Linked DNA regions of Sus scrofa: all the other regions are linked to region 3. The links are chromatin contacts, called in public HiChIP or PLAC-seq maps. All regions are on one chromosome and are shown on one strand. Each heading gives the region's core, a stretch centred on a gene start, on an enhancer-like site or on the middle of the called end of the contact. The rest is flanking DNA. Distances are from core to core; before and after follow the strand shown.

Region 1 (2,700 bases), core at 97-2,596, 710 kb before region 3:
ATTGCTGTGAGCTGTGACATAGGTTGCAGATGCAGCTTGGATCTGGCCTTGCTCTGGCTGTGGTAAAGGCTGGCAGTCCGATTTAACTCCTTGCCCAGGAACTTCCATACGCCACGGGTGCGGCCCTACAAAGACAAAAAACAAAGAAAACATATCAGGATGTATCAGCTATCCTCTCATGTGCCTTTGGGGCTGGAGATGCCCCATTCTTTTAAGGAATTCAGGCTCACAGCATTGAGGATGGCCAGTTTACATCTGTTCATTCATCCACTTACTCAGTACTTACTGAGTGCCTATGATACACCATGCTCTGCTCTACGTGCTGGGGGCATACCATAAGTACAATAATCTGACTTTCTAGTGGGTAAGACAGTCAATAAATAAGTAATAAACACTCTGACAGTGGTAATATGTGCTATGAAAACAAATAAGGTAGGGTGAGGGACAGAGAGAGGGGGTGGGAGTTTGCCTCTTCGACAAAGTGACATAAGAGGCCTGAATGAAATAAGAGAGGGAAGCTGTGCAGACAGGCTCTGAGTCATAACAGAGAGTGTGGGGGCATCACTGCAGTCATATTTGAAACAGGATCCTCGGTAAGACGATGGTAACCTTGACAATATCCTGTCCTCCTTCAATATTTTCCTATGTACATCCTGTGGGAAAGGTACCTGGTTGGCTCTGAGGATTTGGAGCAGTGATCCAGTCATGGTTCTTGTTGGCAAGATCTTGCTCTGGGTTGGTGGGTAGGGAGAGGGAGAAAGTTACTTAGATGTGTATGTGTGGGCCTATGAGGAACTCAAAGTACATCACACATTACACATGACCTGTCACTCCAATTCTGAAGTCTTGTGAAGAGCTTGTTGACCCATGGCCAACTAATCCAAACTCTTCCAACAAGAGACACGGAGGGCTTTAGTAACACGGAGAGTTGAAGTCTTATCTAATAGTTTGGTTTTAGAAATAAACATGAAGGTTCTGCTTCCTTTAGAAAAATGGGTGACTGCTATCAGTTTAATAATAAACCTGGTAAGACATGTGATCGTGAGGCTGGTCAGTGCTGCCCAGTTGGGATTATTTCAATATAAGGAAATGAACAGAAAGAGAGTCACTGGCTTTTCATATACGTATTTAAAAATTAGCTCTCTATTAGAAGATAAAGATAAGAATTTTTTTTTAATTTAAAAATCAGAATCTTTAAAACATAAAGATAAGATTTTTAAAAAATGCTAGTACCGTAATAAGAGCAGTTTGATGCTCAGTGCTTTCGCACAAGGAGATATGATTGGTGTGTGGTGACTGACAGGCCTGTATGCAGTTTCCTGTAAGATATGAGGGTCCATTTATCATCTTACCAAACAGCAGCAGCAAAGGTTATGGTACTGACTATGAATAAATGCTCACATCAGAATGAATCATATCAAATGAATCATATCAAATGTTCAATGACGTCACTTGCTTTTGTCAGAACAAAAAGATATTGCTCAATGAAAAAGACTCAAGTCCACTGACTGTTGGGAAGCAATGAACTGTTCCATGGAAGGATACTGTTACCTGGGCATGTTGTGGCCCCTGAGATGACAAGATAGATTAGATAAGAAAGTATCCAATGTTGCTAGAAATTTTAGAAATACTAACAAATAAAAGTCTAGTTTCAGGAAAATACCCTTTGGCATGCTAACAAAAGACTTCTTGGTGGCAGAGATTTTTATAAGTTGTTTTCTGTTAGCACCCTAATGATATACATAAAAAAAGCCTTAGAAATTCCAAATGAGGCATATATACATACACAGAAAACGACAGACTGAAAACAATAGTGTTTCTTAATCTGATGAAGAACAACTATGAAAAATCAACAGCTAACATCAATTTTAATGGTGAAAATTTGAACATGTTCCCCATAAGATCAGAAATAAAGCAAGATGTCTATTGTCACCATTCCTATTCACCATCAATGCCAGGAGAATAAGCCAAGAAAACAGATATAAAAGTCATACAAATTGGAAATGCTGAAATAAAGCTGCCTCTATTTACAAACACAACAGTCTCCACAGAAAACAATAAGGAATCTAAAAAATAGACATTGGAACTAATGAGATTATTAGCAAGGTTTCAGAATATGTGGTCAACATAAAAATCAATTTTACTTATGTATTCTAGCTATGACACAATTAGGAACTAAAATTAAGACATAAAAGCATGAGAAAACATGATAAACTTAAGGAAAATGTCAATAAACTATATGCAAGACCTGTACAATGAATATTACCAAAGGTTGATGAGAAAAATTTTAAAAGATCTAAATAAATGAAGAGCTTTACCATGTTCATGGGTCTCAAGGCAATATTGAGATATTCTCCACAAGCTAATCTATAGACTCAGAGCAATTCTTTTCTAAATCCCTTTTCTGTAGAAAGTGACAGGCTGATTCCAAATGAAAAAGCAAAGGACTTTGAACAGCCAAAAATCTTTGAAAAAGAATGAAGTTGGAGGACGTACACTAACTTGAGCTCAAAACTTAGTATGAAGCTAGACTAATCAAGTCAGTGTGGTAACAGCATACAGATAAAGATCTAGATGGAACAGTGGGGGAGTGTCAAACAGACCCACATGTGTGTGGCACATTTATTTTCAGCAAAGGTGCCAAGATAATTCAGGGGAGGAAATATTACTCTTTTCAAAAGATAAAGCTTAAACAACTGA
Region 2 (2,700 bases), core at 26-2,525, 690 kb before region 3:
CATTTTCTTGCTTGAGAAAGAATTTCAAGGGATAAGACTTCAGAGAAGAAACATTTTTCTTTTCCATTTCCCTACCCTCCCATTTACAAATCAAAACAAAGGTAGAAAGCATATTATTTATACATGTATACAAAATGTGTTCAAATGCCTATAGTCTGTCTTTTCCTAGACATCTGTCAAATACGTATTTTTTTTCCCCAAGGATTTTAACTTTTCATTCCCCTACTTCCCAGCTGTCCTTTTTAGTGATTTAAATAATGATGCTTTCAAAAACTGGCATAAGTTATAAATAGCTTCTACTAATGGAAGAGTGTCCCCTTTTCTCACAACCTAACCCTTTCCATTAGCAGGTATATAGAACATAGATTTAAAACGGTGATCTGAAATAGAAAAAAACCAAAAAACAAAACAACTTTAGTAAAGAATACACATGCTTAGGTACTGATGCCTGGAACTTATTTTGAAATGGGTCCCAAAAAGAGATGGTTGATGAATGAATGGAGGATGGACAGATTTGCAACAAAACAAGAACAGTAAAATATTAACTGTGGATACAGGTGGTGGGTAGTTGGGTGTTCACTATAAATTTCTATCAACTTCTCCGTAAGCCTGTTTTATGCTACAAAGTTTCCATGATAAAAAGTTCATCAGAAAGCCATGTCCACTTCTTTTTCTGCTGTTGATAGTATATTAATTAGTTCTCTGATTTTGGAAGACTGTGAAATTTTAGCTTTTTTCTTCTTCGCCACCTGGAATGAAGAGAGGGTCTGGAGGGAAATATCTAGGGGAATTGCTACAGATTTAATTGTGTCCCCCGTTCAAAATTCCTGTGCTGAAGCCCTAATGCCTAATGTATATTTAGAGATAGAGCTTTAAGGAGGTAAATTAAATGAGGTCATAAGGGTGGGCTCCTGACCTGATAGGATGGGTGGCTTTTTAAGAAGATGACAGGGCCCTCTCCCACTGAGGAAAGACCATGAGAGGAGACAGCAAGAAAGTGGCCATTTGCAAACCAGAAAGAGAGCTCTGGCTCGGAACCTGGATTGGCCAGCACCTGGATCGAGGACGTCCCAACCTCCGGAGCCGTGAAAGTAAACGTCTGCTGTTTAAAGCCACTCGGTCTGTGCTATTTCGGAATGGCAGACTGAGCTGACTAATACAAAGCCTGGGAGTTAAACATCTGTGGATATTTAGGCAGTCTACATGCAATTAAGACAGAGGGAGGAGGAGATCTGAATCAGTACACTCAGAATTAGAAGGAGGGACTGTTACAGCTGGAAGAGGGTTTAGCAACCATGTCATCAGAACTCTCGCGTTACAGATGAGGAAACAGAAGCTCACAGAGGTCAAGTGATCTGAGTTCCTTTGGAGAGATCAGTGGCGGAGCCAAGGACTTTGAGCCCAGGCCTCTTGACTTCTGCCCTTTTCACCACACCGCACGGCCTCATTCAATCAAACCCCTGGAGCCAAGTGTTGGCAGCCAGAAACCTAATTTCTTCTCTTCTACTGAAATCTAGTTCCAGAATTTAGCTCCATTTTTCTGACTCAGTACTTTTCTCTCTACTCTTATTTTCATGACAAATCGGTGTACTTATATGGAATCAAAACTAAAGGGAAGTCTTGTGAACAAATATAAAACGTGTAAGTAAACAAAACAAAATACACAGAAAAACCAACATTTACATTTGGACAAATGGTGACTCAGTGGTTCATTTACTGCAGAGGCCTGTGTGCCCAAAGACAGCATATGTGTTCATGAAAGGCACCTTCCTTCCCAATCGTCGCCTGTTATACAGAGGCATTCTAGAAAAATAATAAAAATGCATTTGTTTTCCAAATTAATCATTTATAGTCTAATTTAGCACAGTATTACATATTTAAAACATTTAAAATACCCATTTTGATAAAACATTCTCATAAACAGACCAAGAAAACCAGGCTAATAAGCTTGTGTGCTTTATAGGGCAATAAAATAATACATTTTATAACATTTGAAAATAATATAAAATATAAAAATTGAACAATATAATAATTGAACCTTTTTTGGTTAAAAAAAAAAGTGCTTATAGAACATTTTATTTAACTTTTCCACTAGGTAAACTTCGAGTGTGTGAAGATAAATACTCTTAATGATGTGGAGACAATGGGAATGTGCCAGAGGCGGCCAGAGATGGGAATAACCTATTACTACCAGTCGATAGTTACAGTTTTTAACCGTTCTTTGATTTTCTGCATTGACTTAGGTTCCCTACACAGAGCCATAGAATTGAGCCACAAGACAACCCACTCCGTAATTTTTCTTTTTACATTTATGTCAGTAGTAATTCAAGTCTACAACTATATGGCGTGTTGATAACATAATATAATTGATTCCCCACGACTGAGTCTTTTCAAAAGAATGTTTTGCAAGTTCTGAAGATAATTACCAGAGAGTAATTTCAAAAATATTTTGAGTAAAGGCAGCCCTGTTTGGAATTGGAGAGCTATTCAAGGACATTTTGTTTTGAAAGACACAGCCTCTGAGAAATAATGCTCTGGTTATACTTGACAACAAAACAAACAAGAATAAGAAAACCGGCCAAATTGCTCCTCATTTCCACTATCTTTTAAAAATGGCTTCAATGCTGTTTGCATTGTCTGAGGCTGTGGGCTACCCCTGATCAATGACTGTGCCGAAGACAGTGAGATTCTGCACATTCA
Region 3 (2,700 bases), core at 41-2,540:
AAAGTAGTTTCTCTTTCAGTATAAACTCATTTCTAAGATTAATGACTGCATTTTGAAAGGAACAAATACCGGCAAAATCTTAGATTGGAAAATGGTCCCTAAGTATAATAAGACTGAGAGCTCTGTATCTCAGCTTGTACACACTATATATTTGAGTGTGTGCATATGTGCATTTATCATTCATTCATTCGTTTAACACATAATCGATTATCTCTTCTGTTGCTTTCACGATGCTAGGTACCATGTCATAGTGACCAGATTTGGTTTCCCAAGTCCACTGCTCCCACAAGAAACTCTAGACTTTTCAACTTGATTTCACAGAAACCAAAGGGCAGAACTGTGTTTTTTTCAGCTTCACGTGGTACTTTCATTGCTCCTTTAAAGTGTCAAGATTTAATTCGAAGTACCAGCAGCTCTTTAGTTTTAATTTTTATTTTTTTATTGAGGTATAGTTGATATCCAGTGTTTCAGGTGTACAGCAAAGTGATTCAGTTATACATATACATAGATATAAATAGAATGTCCTTTCTCATATTCTTTTCCATGATAGGTTATTACAAGATATTAAATGTGGTTTCCTGTGCTATCTGGTAGGCACTTGTTGTTACTTCTATTATATATAATAGTGTGTATCTCTTAATCCCCAATTCCACCCCCTTTTCCCTTTGGGGACCATAGATTGGTTTTCTAGGTCTGTGTATCTATTTCTAGTCTGAAAATAAGTTCATCAGCTCTTAAATTACATTATCTCGGAAGTTTCTACTCACATGCCAACTCTTTTGACATTCAAATTTCAACTCCCCCCCTTTTTCTCTTAAAACGATGAGCCCCAGGTAATTCATCTTGTGATGTTAGAGAGGATGACAGTGTGGGTCCGAGCTGATTAAAAAGCAGACCAAAAATATGCACGTGGCTCCATTAACACTTGTACTCCCAGGTCCACTGAGATCCATAACCCATAACCCATGTGCATCAATGGCTTCTGATCTTGGACATAAGACCTGAGGTGGCGGTCATGTTCGTCCCCCCTGTCCCATGACCTTATGCCTCTTATGCCAAATATTCCATCCTGAAGTCCCATCACCCCTGAAAACCATTGTCAGAATCATGATAATACAGTAAGTTTGCCAGGCAAATTGTGAAGTATGAGTCACAGTTCTATTGGTTCTGCATTTTTGAAAACTGCAAAATTTTGATCAAGATAGAAACTGAAATCTCTGAGTGTCACCTCCGGGGAGCCCTGACACGCTCACATCAGACTGTCCTTCTCACCCACCTCCCATAGCCCTAGTCACGCTATGCCTCTGCCACGAGTTACCCCCTGTTTGGTGCTCGGCCACTGGAAGACCTTCTGCCCCGGAGCCCTTCCAGTGGGTCTCACAGGCACTCACTCTGAGCCTGATCTCCGGCTTACCTGCCAGTCCTGGAGGGTGGTCTTGGAAGTACTGTGTTTCCCGTCTCCCTTTCCTCCCCCTGTTCAGACTCTGGGGTCCAGCCCTCCCTGGACTCAGCTCTGCCCTGGCTAAGATCCCTACCCTGAGGCTGGGATCTCCCCATCACCACTTGCTTAGACTTAGAATGGGTTTTTGAAAACCACTTATAGGAATCCACTGATATGTCGCTCCTTCCAAGAAGGCGGTGTTATCTTAAAGTGACCCTTGGTAGATAAACCTCACTGCAAAGGCTTTAGAATTGGGATTTTAAATTTGTTATTATTTATTTATTTATTTATTTATTTTTGGCCACCCCACAGCCACGGAGTTCCCGGGCCAGGGATCAGATCTGAGCCACCGTTGTGACCTAAGCTGTAGCTGCAGCTCTGTGCTGGGCCAGGGATCGAACCTGTGTCCCAGCGCCCCAACATGCTCCGATCCTGTTGCGCCACAGTGGGAGCTCCAGAATTGTGTTTCATGGAGTCCTTCCACGGATGTGCCTGAAGATCACCCCCTGGAGCCTGGAAATACTGCTGTCTTCCTGGGCTCTGACCGGGGCCACACCGCTTATATACCCCTTCTGCTCTGGGCCACCAAGCACGGTCAGAAATGGGTGGGCTCGGGAGCCTGACCATTCGATTTGAACTCCAGCTGCGTGACGTTGGGCAGGTCACTTAACTGATTGTGGCTCGGTTTTTTCATCTGGGAAATTGTAACCATAATAGTACCTGGTACCTGTCTTTAAAGGGCTGTTGTTGGACTCAATGAGTTAAAACATCTGGCACATAGCAAAGGCGATTGAGGAAGTTGCTGCTATGATTTTATATGGGGTGCCCTGCAAGATGGCACTTGAAGGAAGGTTTCCATTACTTTCCAAAAAAAATAAATAAATAAATAAAAGGAAAAACAAGCAAACAAAACCCCAAACTCCCGCTACCTTCAGTCAAAAAATGAACAAGTTATTGGAACTCTGCCACCCAGGGTAGGTTTCTTGGCGCCTCTGAAATCCTCCCTAAGTGTGGGGCTGAGCTGGCTCTGGGTTGGTGAGTAGACTGGCTCACACCCGGCATTCACATTCGGAGTGCTGACTTAGGGAGAGGGGTTAAGTGTCGTGTCTGGGCCGTTTATTCATTCTGTTACTCTATAAGGTGTTTTTTGTTTTGTTTTGTTTTTTTAAATAAGTTGTATTGAACTGATGCTATGAGGCTCCATGATGATGCATGCCAAGCAGGGGACGTTTGGCTTACAGGGGGACAAGGGGCCCTGT
Region 4 (2,767 bases), core at 124-2,623, 560 kb before region 3:
AGTCTTTTATCCAGTCCCCAAAATGCTGCTGAAACATGGGTAATAAATGTGGCTGGAACTACTAGATAGGAAAAATAAGCTCCATCGTTATCTCATTCCACAAACAGAAATTAATTTGATGTAGATCACAGACTTGAGCATAAAATCCATAACTGTAAAAATACCAGAATAAAACCTGAGAGATAAAATCTTCATGACCTTGCTTACACAAAGATTCATTGGACAAAACATGGGAAGGACAAATAATCCAATAAAAACAGGCAAAAACAATGTATACATGTATGTGTGACTGGGTTACTTTGCTGTACAGTAGAAAAATGACAGAACACTGTAAACCAGTCATAATGGAAAGAATAAAAATCATTATTAAAACATAAACAATAAAAGCAGGCAAAAAAACTGAATAGATACATCACCAAGTGAGATATATGAACAACCAATAGACATACTAAAAGGTGCTGAATATCATTCAACAAATAGAAATAAAAATCACAGCGAGATAATAAGACTGCATACCACAGAGTATACAAAATAAAAAGACTAACAAACCCAAGAAAGCTAGACACAAAAGAATACAGTCTATATAATTTCATTTATACAAAATCTACCAATAGACAAGCTAATCTGTGGTGACAGAAATCATCTGGGGGCAGTGGGCAGGTTGTGACCGAGAAGGGGAATTTCCTAAAGCAATGAAAATGTTAGTCCTAGTTTGGGGTGATGGTTACATAGCAATGTAGACTTGTCAGAGCTCCCTGAATCGAACAACTAAAATGTGCATTTTCTTACGCTAATTTTACATATTCATATATGCATATGTACATATATTACATATGTGTATGCATTTATATTCTCTCTCTATATAAAACATATATATATTAAATTTAACTAGCTAAGCCTGCTTTGTATAATTAGTAATTTAATAAACATACATATACTGAGTTCCTAGCATGTGCTAAATTATTTGTTTTTGTGTTAGGAAGATATCGTAAATGTTCCAATACAAATACTATGATTAAAGTACAGTGCTCTTGAAATCTTCCCCCTAAGGAATGGTAACTTGTTCATTCTCTGATGATAATGTTGTTTAGGGTCTTTTCTGCCTATAAGATACCCTGTATCTTTTTAAAATAGAATACGCCCCTTTTTGCAGAGTGAAAAGTTATAACATGATATCTTAATAATTATTGTTTGCTGTCAGTTACTTTCTATTTAAGTGCTTGTACATTTTAGAATACCCTCCTAATGCTTGATAGTTAATTAAGGCCTGAGAAAAGCACTGGACAACAGACTGTCAAATGCTGGTCACAGTGGACATGGTGCTATACTTGGACAGTCAGAACTGTCCTTGGCTTCCCTGCCTAAGTGGTATTTGTGAGCAATACTTAGGTTTCTACAGACTAGAACATTTCCAAAAAAACAGTGCTAATCACTTGCAAAACAACCACTGAATTTCAAAATATCTCTTTAGTAGAGAAATGCTCACTGTCTTCCACCTAGATGTTATGCTTGAGTCATTACCTTATCTGCTGCATTTCCTTGATAGGAAATTCCATTTCATGATAGCAAACCCTCAATACTGTTGTTGCAGATATTTCAAAAGTATGTGCTGTGACCAATTCATGTGATTCTTTGTGATTTTAAAACTTCTATATATATAACAACTGCAAGTTCCAGGAAGAACAAACTATTATTAAACATACACAATGTACCAACAGTACGTAAAACATGGCCCAGGATGTTCTCATTTTTCCAAATTCCTTACTTCCCCTAATTTCAATAAAAGAAAAACGTCATCCTGACTTAAAGTTCTGTGAGTCATTTCTTATCATAAATAATAATGATCTAAAATTACTATGTTTGCATGTATCTAGAATTATAATAAATGCCATGTGTCAAAGGGGGGTATTACTAGAGTAATTTTCATTATCTATAGAATTAGTTCACATAATATATTTAATAGCCTATTATATGTTTAGCTGGCAAGTTTCTACATTTACTAACCCCATAATTTTAAATTAGAAAATTATATTTCAGCCTACTGTTTTTATTTTGACTAGATCCAAAATATATTAATTGTGGCACATATAGTCAATAAATGAGCCATTATTTCTCCAAGGTGTGTAAAATACATACATAATGATGCCAACTGCATTAAATTTTCCTGCCAAACAGGAAAACAATTAAAGTTGTGTTAACTATAAAATCAGGATTACATTTATTTTAATAAAAGGAAAAGATTTACCTTATTATTTTTTTCAACTTCAGACACACAGTTATGTGAATGGTAACCCAATGCTGACTGTATAAAATACGAACGAGGCAAAGGTTTTACAGCTGGTTTTGATCAGCTTCCTTTGTTTAACATTAAAAGTTAACTTCCAGAAGACACATACAAGCTACAGGTAATGATTACCAGATGGAGATGTTCTTCCTGTTACTGTGTCTGATATCATAAAGAATATGCTGTAAGAAGGGAAAAAAACAACTTGAGCAGGGATTCTGATGTCTTCTGTGGTATAAATAGGCTCTTTCCAACTAACACTGGTCGGCAGAGTCAAAGATTCTTTAGCATCAGAATGCTTCTGTACTTATACAATAGAGTGAAATAAGGTCATAGTCAGCATACATGGTCAAACATCCATGAAGTAACATGAATGTTTTCTTCTTACCCATGATCAGCTCAGAATAAAAGGTTTGCTCCCCGCTACATAGGTCACGTTCCCACTCCATGTCCTATAACCATCTAGCCTATGGTCAAGCCCTG

Evidence for each region. HiChIP or PLAC-seq counts read pairs in DNA pulled down with a chosen protein or histone mark.
Region 1: a contact with region 3 is called in an H3K27ac HiChIP or PLAC-seq map of alveolar macrophages. The contact joins two enhancer-like sites. A contact is called at or near these places in 1 of 47 Hi-C or Micro-C datasets (embryonic fibroblasts) and 1 of 2 datasets of contacts at active chromatin or transcription factors (alveolar macrophages).
Region 2: an H3K27ac HiChIP or PLAC-seq map of alveolar macrophages shows a contact between it and region 3. The contact joins two enhancer-like sites. A contact is called at or near these places in 1 of 47 Hi-C or Micro-C datasets (embryonic fibroblasts) and 1 of 2 datasets of contacts at active chromatin or transcription factors (alveolar macrophages).
Region 4: a contact with region 3 is called in an H3K27ac HiChIP or PLAC-seq map of alveolar macrophages. The contact joins two enhancer-like sites. A contact is called at or near these places in 4 of 47 Hi-C or Micro-C datasets (epiblast stem cells, heart right ventricle, mesenteric adipose tissue and 1 more) and 1 of 2 datasets of contacts at active chromatin or transcription factors (alveolar macrophages).

The regions. Positions count from the first base shown.
Region 1 is chr7:39,785,990-39,788,689 of Sscrofa11.1, forward strand. All of the region lies in intron 11 of SUPT3H (transcription initiation protein SPT3 homolog), which reads right to left. Among named protein-coding and RNA genes, the nearest start is that of RUNX2, 320 kb to the right of the region's middle. Within about 2 kb of position 1,347, at least 2 of the 83 cell types and tissues checked have an H3K27ac peak or open chromatin away from gene starts, as enhancers often do. A contact at or near this core is called in alveolar macrophages, where this site is marked.
Region 2 is chr7:39,807,771-39,810,470 of Sscrofa11.1, forward strand. All of the region lies in intron 11 of SUPT3H (transcription initiation protein SPT3 homolog), which reads right to left. Among named protein-coding and RNA genes, the nearest start is that of RUNX2, 300 kb to the right of the region's middle. Within about 2 kb of position 1,276, at least 9 of the 83 cell types and tissues checked have an H3K27ac peak or open chromatin away from gene starts, as enhancers often do. A contact at or near this core is called in alveolar macrophages, where this site is marked.
Region 3 is chr7:40,498,486-40,501,185 of Sscrofa11.1, forward strand. No RefSeq gene overlaps it. Among named protein-coding and RNA genes, the nearest start is that of CLIC5, 310 kb to the right of the region's middle. Within about 2 kb of position 1,291, at least 7 of the 83 cell types and tissues checked have an H3K27ac peak or open chromatin away from gene starts, as enhancers often do. A contact at or near this core is called in alveolar macrophages, where this site is marked.
Region 4 is chr7:39,939,083-39,941,849 of Sscrofa11.1, forward strand. All of the region lies in intron 3 of SUPT3H (transcription initiation protein SPT3 homolog), which reads right to left. Among named protein-coding and RNA genes, the nearest start is that of RUNX2, 170 kb to the right of the region's middle. Within about 2 kb of position 1,374, at least 5 of the 83 cell types and tissues checked have an H3K27ac peak or open chromatin away from gene starts, as enhancers often do. A contact at or near this core is called in alveolar macrophages, where this site is marked.